2 separate regions of the Zea mays genome follow, and region 2 is linked to region 1. Evidence: chromatin contacts called from public Hi-C data. All regions are on one chromosome and are shown on one strand. Each heading gives the region's core, a stretch centred on a gene start, on an enhancer-like site or on the middle of the called end of the contact. The rest is flanking DNA. Distances are from core to core; before and after follow the strand shown. Region 1 holds the start of LOC100282916 (Zinc finger protein CONSTANS-LIKE 9). Region 2 has its middle 11 kb from the start of LOC100275732.

Region 1 (6,451 bases), core at 914-3,413:
CCGGCAGATGAGGATCCTGCAATGTGGCCATTCCAATCACAATTTTGGCAAAGCGAGGCATTTTCTGCTAGACAGCGGACCATAGCAGGCTGTGAAGCACACCGGTCACATAAAAGTGTCCTTGTATGACGCCGAGAAAGAGCATTAGCTGAATGCACATTACGGTCACATGATAAACACAAGGATGCTGCATCTGATCGGCAGTAAACCATAGACCTATGCTCCCCACAGAAATCACAGAGAGCGCCCATGATCTTTCCTATCAGCAAACTTCAAACCAGCTTCAGGAGATGTTATGCAGCCAACAAACTCTTCTTCAGAGTGTTTCCCAATCAATAGTTTACAAGGAACCTGTGCAGTATCGCAACTATTAAAAAGAATTACTACTACATCAGTAATCATTCTGGCTCTTTTACAACATGCATATGAATAATATTTTATCAGTAATTATCGCAACTATTATTTTATGAACTAGTAGTCTAGTACCCATACATCGTGTTAGAGAAATGCACATGATAGAATGACACTGACGTGATGACAGAAATTTGTTACTGGCAGTTACTCTGACCATGGCATCCACCCAAACAACAGGTTGTTTTTTTTTTCAACTTAATCCAAGAGAAACAATCAAACATGTTCCACCCATCAACATCTTACATCAGCTACAAGCAATATAAATATCAAGGATAATAAAGATTTGCTTCCTAATTAGGACATGTAGCCGCCATCTGCAATGAGACAGTTCTAGGTATCAATTGACTCATAAATCAGTGGACTCAGCCTCAATTTGCCGACCAGGGCATAAAGAACTGCGAAACCCACTACAAAAGTGCAGGCAACAAGTCTTGAAATCTTCTGTTCTCCGTGCATATTATAATTCAAAGCCCCCACTAAGTGCTTGCAAGAATGCGAGTATATGTCCCACGAGGTCACTAGGTACTACGAATCCTAGAAGAGATAATGTGTAAAAAAATGGAAGCCAGCCAGCATAAGACGTAAGACACAATTCTTAGTCATCCCTGACAGTGATTTCTTAGTAAATCCTATTATATAATATCCAACTTCTCCAAGCAACCAACACAGCGCAATACTATGGTAGGGAGGAAACATATGAAACATGAATGATTGGACCAATGAAATGAGCCAACAAACAGAGCTCGGTGATAATTTTATTTAAGCTAACAGAGGGTAACCTTTTCACCAGCAAAATAAATTCATGAGTTGTTTAGAAGTTTTCAGACTAAGGAAATCTTATGTGTGCAAAGCAAGAAGTGAAGTTGACTTTTTTTGAAAAAACTATATTTGGAAGGAAAAATGCAAATATTTCCAGTAAGTGTGCTCATACGGATGCATAACAAAAAGATTGCCCTTATCAATAACAAAAGGATTATAAGTATAAACATTTCTTAAAGCATTAGATTCACATCTTTGCACCTAAGACTGGATATAGTTAAAAGAACATGTTTTGATTATTCATATGAGAAACAATTTTTATTTTTTAAATGGAATTTTGTATGTAATTTGAGCACTGAAAAACCAGTATGAGTTAGAGCGTGACTGCGTGAGGCGGCAAATACGATGGTCGTTTAGGCCAAGGGAAAAAAACAAGCAGTTTTCTTACAGGATTCATGTCTCCCATATATTAAACTGAAAACAAATACAAGTATACAACAAAGCAAAACAAAATATAACGAAGAAAAAAATACAAACAGCCATTTCTAACACCATAAATCAGCATCAACCCAGTCTGAAACACAAACAGACATAAAATCGCAGCTGCATCGGGATCACCGGAAAGAGGAAAGGGGAACGATAAAGCGGCCGGTAACAAAATGATACGTATTTGCTGAATCAGACGTTGGGATTGGAGCCAGCGAATCCGAGGGAAGAGGTCGACCCCACATAAAAAATCCCGCGCCAAGGGAGAGGAAGAATAACTCACCGGAGGCAAAGCGACCGCGGCGGCTCCTCAGATCCGCCGGAGCGGTCGCCGGCTCGGCGCCTCCTGAGCGCCCCTGGGGAGCTCGGGTCGGCAACAGAAACCCAGGAGCTTCTAGAAAGGGATCAGAACCCTTTTTTAGAGAGAGGAAGGGAGGAACAAGAGAGAGATGCAAAGAGCAGAGAAGAGAGGGAAAGGCTGAGAAGGGGAAGAAAGAGGAAGTCTGAGGGCAGGCAGGCTAGCGGTAGACTGGTAGCGTAGAGGAAAAATTTGCTGAGGATGAGGTGGCGGGGCCCACGCCGGTGCGCTTTTGTGCGCTTTTTCGAGGGTAAGAGCGTCATTTCCCTCTGCCACAGAGGATAAGGGGGTGCGAGGGAGCCCGGGCCCGCGCCACGTTTGCAGCGCCCCCCACCCCCGGCCATCTCGTTTTGACATGCGCGGCCTCGGGCACATGGTCCGTGGCACGCCACCGTCACTAGCTGATGGTCCCAGCAAAGGTGGACCCAACGAGTCAGTGATTTGTTCTTGGGCTCGATCCGGTGGGAACTGTTGCGCAAAAGGTGAAGCAGTGAGCGGTGCGCAGGGTTTTTCGACTTGTCCGCGGTACTAGTACTGCCGTACTGGTACAGGTGGGTTGCTTCTCTGGCTCATGGGCCCGCACGTCACCGACGGACAGTGGCCTGCTTGCTCATTTGGCCATTTTGGCCTGGCCTGATTAGCGCGCCAACGGCTGGCTTTTTTCCCTGACTCCGGCTGGATGCATGTAGACTAGTATACTATGGTTACAGGGAGTGAGACAGCGGTGAGGCGGGCGGCAGTCGAGCCTCCTACCGTCTTACTGTTCCTGAGACCATAAAGTTCTACTGGAGTTTCTCTAAAATTTAGAAGAGTATACATTACTGTCTACGTTTTCGAATATTTATCATTCACTAGTTCATTTTTAAACTAAAACATAACAAATAAAAAGAACTAAGGAAGTATAATGTAGAAGAGGAAGTATAGAGGTTTAGTTTAGTTCCTTCTAAATAAAGTTCTGAGTCGGTCTCTGTATGGTTAGGTTGGCTAGGCTTCGTCCCTGCATGGTTAGGTTGTTGTATGACTTTGAATAGTTATTTATCCTAAAGAAAAAGACACTTCAAAATTTATTAAGGAACAATTTTTTTGTGTGGTCTTCTTTAAAAAAATGGTCTCTTGCTTTCATGTTTTTTTATACGAGTGAGAAGCAAATTGTATTTTTCGTGTTTTTAATAGACAAAAAATAGCTTCAAGCCTCTTGGAAGAAGAAACATCTGTCCTTAGAAATTCGAGTTAAGAGAGGATTTTAATATTATTGACCGATATAAAATTGAAAAGATCATCCACATGAAGCAAAGTATTGAATTGCTCTCATTTCTTGAAGTTGAAACGTCAAAATTAGCTAAGATAGAAATAATGCATGTATACATATGTGATAATATAGAATCATATGACTTCCACGAGACGACGAAACTGAGGGGTGTTTGAATGCACTAGAACTAATACTTAGTTAGCTAAAAATTGTTAGTATAATTAGCTAGCTAACAAATAACTACCTAACTATTAACTAATTTACAAAAATAGCTAATAGCTGAAATATTAGCTAGGGTGTTTGGATGTTTCAACTAATTTTAGTCACTAACTATTAGCTTTAGTGCATTCAAACATCCCCTGAGAAGATACAACGAGCATTATAGATTCACTAGTGTATTGCAGTAGCCGCTTATAATGAGTGTTTTCAATCGAACCTATTGTTTAGCATATGCTGGTCACTTGCTTTAATTCCTAAGAAATGTCAAAACAAGTAAATATAATTAAAACTATGGGCCCTTCGTCCTCTCAATTTATCTCAAATCTAGAGGTAAATTAAAGGGAGAAGGTCATCTAATACGACCACGCCATTAATCAACATGTTACAACCCTCAAGTCATACTACATCAACTTAAGTACAACCAACATCATCACCAGCTCAAGTCTTTGATGGACCAATTACACGTAGCCGAGCTAAGAAACTACAGTAAGAGGTGCACGCGCTACTTTATAAATTTCAATTAAACATTAATGAGAACTTTATGCTACTTAAGTCGTGTATGTTGATATTGCTTAGGTTCACCAAAGAGGAACGACAAAACATATCAAGGGCGAATCAGAAAGAAGATCTATGTTCGAATCAGTCGAGCGCAATAGAACCGTCCAGAAGAAACAGTCATATCTTTTGATTCCCAAAAGCTATGAAGGCTCATAAGTACTTTATGGAAAGCTCTTGAAGTCTAGTTTCTAAAGCTTCTAAGGATGACTTAATCAAATCTACCCGAAAGCGTGGACGACCTACTTTAGTGCTGACTGGTCAGAAGGTCAACAATCTGTTTGATGACCAAGTTTCCGTATTAAACTACATCATTCTACGAAGTTTCATTAAGCATGCTATACATGGTGAGAAAGATTATCAAGTCAGCTTTCCAACGCATCTGGCCCCACGTCATTTGGAGATTCCCTAGAGAAGTTATTATCAAAATACTGAAGGTTGCGCAGAAGTCAAACAGCCACACGGAATTTAGCTCTCGAGATCTCCCGAAGAGGACCCTTTACATTAGCACGCTAAAATACTTTCTTTTCGTGTTTATACCTCTCTAAGGTTGGCTGTTGCTAGTATAAATACCCCCTATGTCTATGATGTAAAGCAGCTTTGGATAATCTAAAAACAGAACCCTTTGTTCCGTTGTGTGCTAACAAATATTGAGAGTGATCTCTACCCCTTTGCTCTTGTGAATTCCTTCGCGGGATTGCAGAAGCGGTGGCTTCATCCGCTCCCAAGTGGTGCTCCTACTCCCTTCGATGTCTCCTCGATTGATTGTAGGTTCCATTGGTTGGTTCTTTGAGAGTGTGGTTGGGTGAATCCTCGATTCAGGTTGCCGGTTAAAGACGGTGGTTGGTTTCTAATTTTATTTGTAAGGTTGCACTAGTTATCGCTGCTTGCAACAAGTTATCTTGGCTTCTTCGAAGCTAGTTATCTGAAGATTGATCCTATGTCGTGAAGATCGGGCATCGTGACGCATCATCCGGTATCAAAGTCTCAGTTGCCACGGTTGGATTCTTTACCCTTAGCTACATCTATTTTGTGTTCGTCCTATCCACCAAAAAGCCATTAAATATTTTTGCCATACCCTTTGTTTCAATCTGTTGTTTTGGTGAGTTTTGTTAAGTTTCAGCCCTTAGAGTCTTTGTTTAGTTACTGGTCACTCTCTCCTTTATATATATATATGAAAATATTCACAAAAAGAAAAATCTAAAAACCCTTTTCATTTCCTTCGTGTTAACTTTGATCTTATATAAGCTATAGCTGCAGGTTGAAGTCTTTGTTAATTATTATAAAGTGTGCAATATCATATCTGATCTCTGTGTTTAGTTCAATAAAAAAAGAGTATAAAAAAGAGAGAAGAAATAAAAGTACCAAAAAAGTGTTGAGCAAGATTGTGAAAGAAAAGTAGAACAATCAGTTTGTTTATGTGCACAAGTCCTGAAAGTTCATCAAGTTGTTCAACCAGTTTTCTATTGTCATTTGGTACAAAATTTTAGTTGGGTCTGATCGCAACACTTGCATTCCAATCATACTCCTTGATTTGCATCAAATCTGAAATTTCTTTGCGCGTGTGTTCGATCTACTTACATCACTCGTATCTTGTGGTCAGCACTAGGCAGTGAACTTCTAGTTGGATGGTTATTTAACTTGCCTCGGGTCGATCAAACCCTCAAACACTACCAAGGTGAGTTGGTAAGGTTTCACTGTGTAGCCTTTACAAAGATCCTCTGGTGCTTAGCTGCTTGTTAGGTTTCGCCAGTCGTACAAACACAATACTCCTCCCTAAGGTGGGTGACTAACAAAACCAAATCGAATGAACCTCCGCACCCACCCTTAGCAGAGCGAGCACTATGCACCGGCCCCCATTGACGACCCTCCAGCAAAGGCAACTACAACGCCAGGTCCATCTAATTATTCAGCTAAGGGCATCTCATTCCACTCTCATGGTTGCATATTATCCCGGGTGGTCACTCAACGAACAGGTCCTTACGGAGAGGTACTCAGGAAAACAGCCTGAGTCCCCTAAAGTGCCATAAGAACATCATCATAATCAAAATAACAATGTCGTATCATAAATATTCGCATCATGTTCGTTGATTAAAGTGGAGCAATAGCATGAAGCTAACCATAATAACCCAAAAGGTAAACAAGGACAAGATAAATACAGACTAGTCAATCCTTAGGTTTCAATTAAGTAAGTAGGACATAATAGGTGGAGATAATCTTATGAACATACTAGTCAATTAAGATTCTAATTTAAACAAATGGAGAATAATCTTATGAACATTTTGCAATTTGAATCACTCAATTTGGAGTTCATATGCAAAAGATATGAAATAAACAAGTTTTGGAATTCAAAATACAAAACTAGGTCCAATTCTGCGATTAAATATAAGCTCGGGGTCCTTTCTGCAAAC
Region 2 (5,954 bases), core at 1,238-3,737, 820 kb after region 1:
TCAAATCTTTTTAAAACTTCCCCTATCATATCGTACAGGGGGAACCGAAGCCTCGCCCTGAAGAAACTCTTGAATACAACAACCTCGTCATCTTTTGGCTCCGGAATTACTTCTTCCCCAGCAAAGCGAATCAATCCATCTTCATTTTCTCCATAGTACCCTAACTTCTTCATCACAACCAAGTCCTCTGCTGTCACGGTGGATCTTCTAAATTCAATGTGACTAGGTTTGGTTGGGCTCAGAATGCTATTGTCCTCTTCACTCTCATTGCCACTCCCGACCTCAGCCTCGGTCTGTTCAGCTTCGACATTGCGGGTATCTTCGGCAGTAGGTCCCTCTTGCACAACTAGACCAGAGCACCTCATCATTTCTGATATGGGCGCTATTTTAGTCATTTCAGTTTCGTCCCCCTCATAGGACACCCTAACAGTAGATCTTACTCTGGTCATTTCAGGTTTCAGTTTTCTTAAGACGAAGCTGATTTCGAGTGACGAAGTGCTTGTTCGAAAGCGCAATGCAGAAAGCTTCGACTTCGATTAAAAATTTTAACAGCACAACAGTGCAATGGCAATAAATGTTGTGGTAACTTCTCACCAACCTGTCTATTTATATAGTGTTGCAGGAGAAGAAGGCGAACCGCGGAGTACGTATACTGACTGAATGGTGGACCGGCCAACGCTCGGAATATTTTAATCGTTTTTTGATAACAAGCTCAGGGAAGATGTTTTTCGGACCTTCGGCATTCCGAAGCCTTCGTATTTTTGTGGACCAAGCTCGTTACGAAAAAACGATCTAGTATCGCGAAGTGGCTACTATTGAGGGTCTTTTTCTCCGCCGAAGGTCTTCAAGGCAAAAACACCTTCGGCAAAGTGATACAGAGGTCCTCTTTTCCTCGGTCGAAGGTTCTCAAGACGAAGACCTTGCATAGAAGCAATATTGCCAAATGCCAAAGCTACCGTCAACTTCGGTTCAAGTCAAGTAGAAGAAGAAAAGACCAGATAGACCTTAGAATTTCAGGTTGTCTATAGATAAATGTTGAGGGTCATAAATGTAATTTTACCCGGATTGCGTCTCGTGCCTATAAATAGATTAACAGTAACACCGTACTGTTCACGCTGATTGGCAATCACTCTCTTGCGTCTTCACCTTCGAGCAAGCCGAAGGTATCAATGTAATATTAATACTGTTAATATTCATATATGTTTTGAGAAATGCAAATATAAATGAATTAATGAGATGCAGTTACTATATTTATCCTTTCGCATTCCTATTCACGTATTAAATGATGAAGGTATATTCTTCTTGACCTTCGTCTCATGAGCATTATACCCATATGAAGATAATGCATCGGAAGACGAAGATTCTTAAAACTTAACAATTATGTTGTCTTGTTCTTGATTTACAGCATTTGATAACAAGTGACCAACATGTCATTATAAATAATTATATTTTATTTTCTTTGTTATAAGCTATAATTTTTTTTAAATTTCTTAATCTGATGAGTACGTATAAATTGAATATAACTACAAATTTAAATGAATAAAACATATATGTAAAGTTTTGCGTATACTAGCATCAAGTATTTTGTATAAACTTGTGAACAACACAATAATCAAATTATTTGCACTCTAAATAATTATTCTATGAACTGAAAAATATCGCTAGGCTAGTTATGCTATTAAATATAGTCAGCAGAAGTATATTTCAATTTTGACTTTTTCTACCTTTGGTCGACACAGAGCAGAGACGGATGGGGCACCGGCGATGGGGCTTCAACGAGGTCGATAGCAACAAACAGACAACTATCGGCGAACAGGGACACAGCAAGCGTGCACGAGGCAACAGACAACATGGAGTGGCGAGGCAGCTGCACGTCGTCGCAGCGCGGACAACGGCAATGGTGAGCGTCCCACGAGTAGCAGCAAGCAGAGCAAGCTTGACAAGCGTCGAACAGCAAGGGTGCGAGTAGAGAACAGACTGCAGGGGCGAGGCTCGACGCACAGCTCAGCATTGGCGGCAGCGGCGAAGATCTTTGGCGCAGGGCGAGCTAGGTGCAGGGGTTGTTCTCTGGTGACGACAACAGCGGACGGCAAGGGTGGCGACGAGCTGGTTACGCGAGCAGCAAGCAGGAAGTTGGAGGTGCGAGGAGACAAGCAATCGGCTCTACGAGGCGCGGTGATGTTTTTATAGAGGCGAGCAGGGAAAACGGACATTAGGGAATAGGAATCGAAGGGGTCAACCATTATTAGAGATGGCGGTAGTGGCCGGCACTAGCAGGGAGAGGAAACGGTGGCTCGAAGGAGGGAGGGGAACGACCGGTGAGGTGGTACGCTCCATAACGCAGATGGACATACACGAGGTCTGGCTAGCGGGAGAAGCAAGACGCGCTAGCAAGGGCGAGTTCCGTCGTTAAGAACACAGGAGCAGATTCACTGGAGGAAGGAGATGACGTCCTGACTAGTGGGGCCCGCTAATAAGAGACTGAGAGACAAGGGGGAGGTTGGGAGACAGTACTGGCCGAACGGCCTTGAGCTAAGCCTATTCGATCGTCTGGTGGACTTGCGTTCACTTTTCTTTTCTTTTGTTTAAACAACAAACGTTATATGCATATATATATATATATATATATATATATATCCAAAATTATAAATAAATCCAAAAATTAAGATAAAGTCAATATTACATGATTATTTTTCCAGAAAAATAATATTTAGCAACTTATTATTTTTAAAAAATCCACGCTAAGGATAATTTCAAAAAAATATCATATATATTTCTAAAAACAAAATAATCTCAAGATTATTATTAACAAATAAAAATACACGCTTTCTAAAATCATTAGTTTAGAGTTTAGGGTTTAGTAAATGTGTATTTTTTTCCAGAGAATTGAATCTAAAAATTGGATTCTCAAATCAACTCGAACAAAATTTATGCTTCGGCATGAATGCATCAAACATTCAGTAAAAATTTTACTATTCAAGAAATTGATGAATTTATTTATATCACCCATTCATCATTTGAAGCCAATATATTTTTCCTTTCTATTACAAATTTAGAAATTAAACTACTTTTAATTGATGGATTTAGGGTGTTACAAGTTGGCAGCAGTGGTTCATGCACTGAAGATCTAGAGGCACTACTTGTATGGGCAGAAGTGTGATGTTTATACAGACCATAAGAGTCTTAAATATATATTCATACTGTCAGTGTTAAACATGAGGCAACGAAGATGGCTGAAATTGATCAAAGACTATGAGCTGCAGATACATTATCACTCAGGCAAAGCTAATATGGTTGCAGAGACCTTGAGCGAGAAGAGTCAAGTCAACATGATGGTCGATGATCCGATGCCATATGAACTAGCGAAGGAATTCGACAGTCTGAGTCTCGGATTTCTAAACAGCACCCAAGGAGTGACAAATGAGCTGGAACCCACTCTTGAACAAGATTTTAAAGATGGCCAAAAAATGATGAAAAGATCAATGAAATTCGACAGCTGATCTTAGATGGGAAAGGAAAAGATTTTCGTGAAGACGCGGAAGGTGTAGTACTGTAGTATGGTTCAAAGATGGGATGTGTATTCCTGACATCAAATCGATTCGGGAGCTAATTCTCAAGTAAGCTCATGAGACAGCTTATTCCATACACTCTGGCAGCGACAAGATATACCAAGACCTGAAGAAAATATTCTGGTGGTACGGTATGAAAATGGAGATCGCAGAGTAAGTTGTTATATGTGATAGTTGTCAAAGAATTAAGCCGGAGCATCAAAGGCCCGCAGGTTTGTTGCAGTCGTTACAAATTTCTCAATGAAGTGGGATGAGATTGGGATGGACTTTAAGTCGGTTTGCCTCGCACTCGAGCCGGTTATAACTCCATCTGGGTAGTAGTGGACCGCTTAACAAAGGTGGCTCATTTCATACTAGTCAAGACCACCTATAATAGTGCAGTGTTGGCATAACTATGTATGTCCCAGATTGTATGCTTGCATGGTGTTCCGAAAAAGATAGTTTCCGACAGAGGAACCAGATTCACTTCTCATTTTTTGCAGCATTTGCATGAAGTTTGGGCACGCACTTGAAGTTCGGTTTAGCTTATCACCCACATAGAGATGGTCAGACTGAAAGGACCAACCAGATCCTAAAACATGTTGAGAGGTTGTGCTTTGAAGGATAAGTCAGGTTGGGATAAAATGGTACCTTATACAGAATTCTCTTACAACAACAGCTATCAGACCGGTTTGAAGATGTCATCGTTCCATGTACTCTATGGGAGGAATTGTCGAACTCCGTTGCACTGGGACCAACCCGACGAAAGGCAGGTGTTCGGTCCAGACATTTTGCTTGAAGCCGAAGAGAATATCAGAATGGTTCGAGAGAATTTGAAGACAGCACAATCAAGACAGCGAAGTTATGATGACACCCAAAGAAGAGAGCTGAGTGTTCCATGATGTCAGCCGTGCATGATGTGTTCCATGTGTCTCAGCTGAATAAGTGTTTGCGAGTGCCAAAAGAGCAATTGCCAACCGAGGATCTCAAGGTTCAAGAAGACGTAACATAAATCGAGAAGTCAACTCAGATTCTAGAGACATCAGACAGGGTTACTCGAATAAGCACCATCAGGATATGCAAAGTCAAGTGGGTCCATCATTCATAGAAAGAAGCAACTTGAAAAAGAGAAGATGATCTAAAAGCCAAATACACGGAGCTCTTTTCTAGCCAACCCTGAATCTCTAAGGCTAGATTCTTTTTAAGGGGAATATGTTTGTAATACCCTAAATTTAGGGGTATAAAATTTCTTCTCTAATATCTATCAAATTCAGGTGTTACTCCTTTTCTCACCTCTATAGTTTTTCTTTTCCATTCTCTTTAATAGAATTTTGGGTTAATTATGTGAGAGATATATTATTTTCTTTAGAATATTAAAACTAGGGAGATATGAATGTTTGCATCATGTTGAGCTTAAACTTTGTTTTTGGTTGATGCACATGTTTGAATTATTTGAATTTGAATTGTGGTTTGATTTGATTTGAATTCCGTAGAGAAAATAAAAAAAGGAATTAGAAATTCAGAAGAAAAAAGGAAAAACCATTACAGCCCAGTTCGACCCAGTTTGGCCCAGCCCCGGGCGCCAGCGCGCCCGCCCCCTCCCTGACAGGCGGCCCCCGTCTGTCAGTGCCAGCCCAGCCTCATGCGCCCGCGCTCCCTTTCTCCCTCTGCCCGGTGGGGCCGATCTGTCGGCGCCAATTCCCCTCACTCGCGTGCCAAAAAGGAATTAGAAATTCAGAAGAAAAAAGGAAAAACCATTTTAGCCCAGTTCGACCCAGTTTGGCCCAGCCCCGGGCGCCAGCGCGCCCGCCCCCTCCCTGACAGGCGGCCCCCGCCTGTCAGCGTCAGCCCAGCCTCATGCGCCCGTGCTCCCTTTCTCCCTCTGCCCGGTGGGGCCGATCTGTCAGCGCCAGTTCCCCTCACTTGTGTGCCCTCTCTCTCTCTCTCTCTCTCTCTACATTGCGGGCCCGCCTCGTCAGCGTCGTTGCACATTCACTCCACGTGTCGTGCCTCTGCGCCGTGGGCTAGTTCTGTCAGCCCCGTCTTGCCCGCAACCGCCGCTAACACGCGCGCGCACGCACGCCGAGAAGTCCGGCCACGTCGCCTGCCCACTCGCCCCAGCTCCTTTTTGAGCCCCGCCCGCCCTCGCTCTCTCTCCCCTGCCTCGTTTCGCCCATGCTCATCCTCTGTAGCGCTCTAACTTTGCCGCCAGAGCTCGCAGGTGATCGGCGCTCGCCGTGCCGGCCGTCCAAGGCACCAGGAGTCGTGCCAAGCCCCCAGCGTCGTCTTGAGGTGAGGAACTCGCTCTCGTGCTCTGGTTGCCATAATTCTGCCCTTCCATAGTTGATTTGCGTTCGCTGGAGCTCAGTCGCGCCCACACGGCGTCCGGTCAAATTAGCCCCGTCC

Evidence for each region. Hi-C and Micro-C count contacts between places; a contact is called where the count stands out from the background.
Region 2: a contact with region 1 is called in a Hi-C map of ear, with 1.7 times the contacts expected there. The contact joins the enhancer-like site here to the promoter of LOC100282916 in region 1.

Annotation. Positions count from the first base shown.
Region 1 is chr9:41,991,562-41,998,012 of Zm-B73-REFERENCE-NAM-5.0, forward strand. LOC100282916 (Zinc finger protein CONSTANS-LIKE 9) reads right to left here and starts at 2,164. Exons shown (of 5, transcript NM_001155822.1): 1 at 1,943-2,164; 2 at 1-351. The coding sequence starts at 251.
Region 2 is chr9:42,810,949-42,816,902 of Zm-B73-REFERENCE-NAM-5.0, forward strand. No RefSeq gene overlaps it. Among protein-coding and RNA genes, the nearest start is that of LOC100275732, 11 kb to the right of the region's middle. Within about 2 kb of position 2,488, at least 13 of the 20 cell types and tissues checked have an H3K27ac peak or open chromatin away from gene starts, as enhancers often do. A contact at or near this core is called in ear, where this site is marked.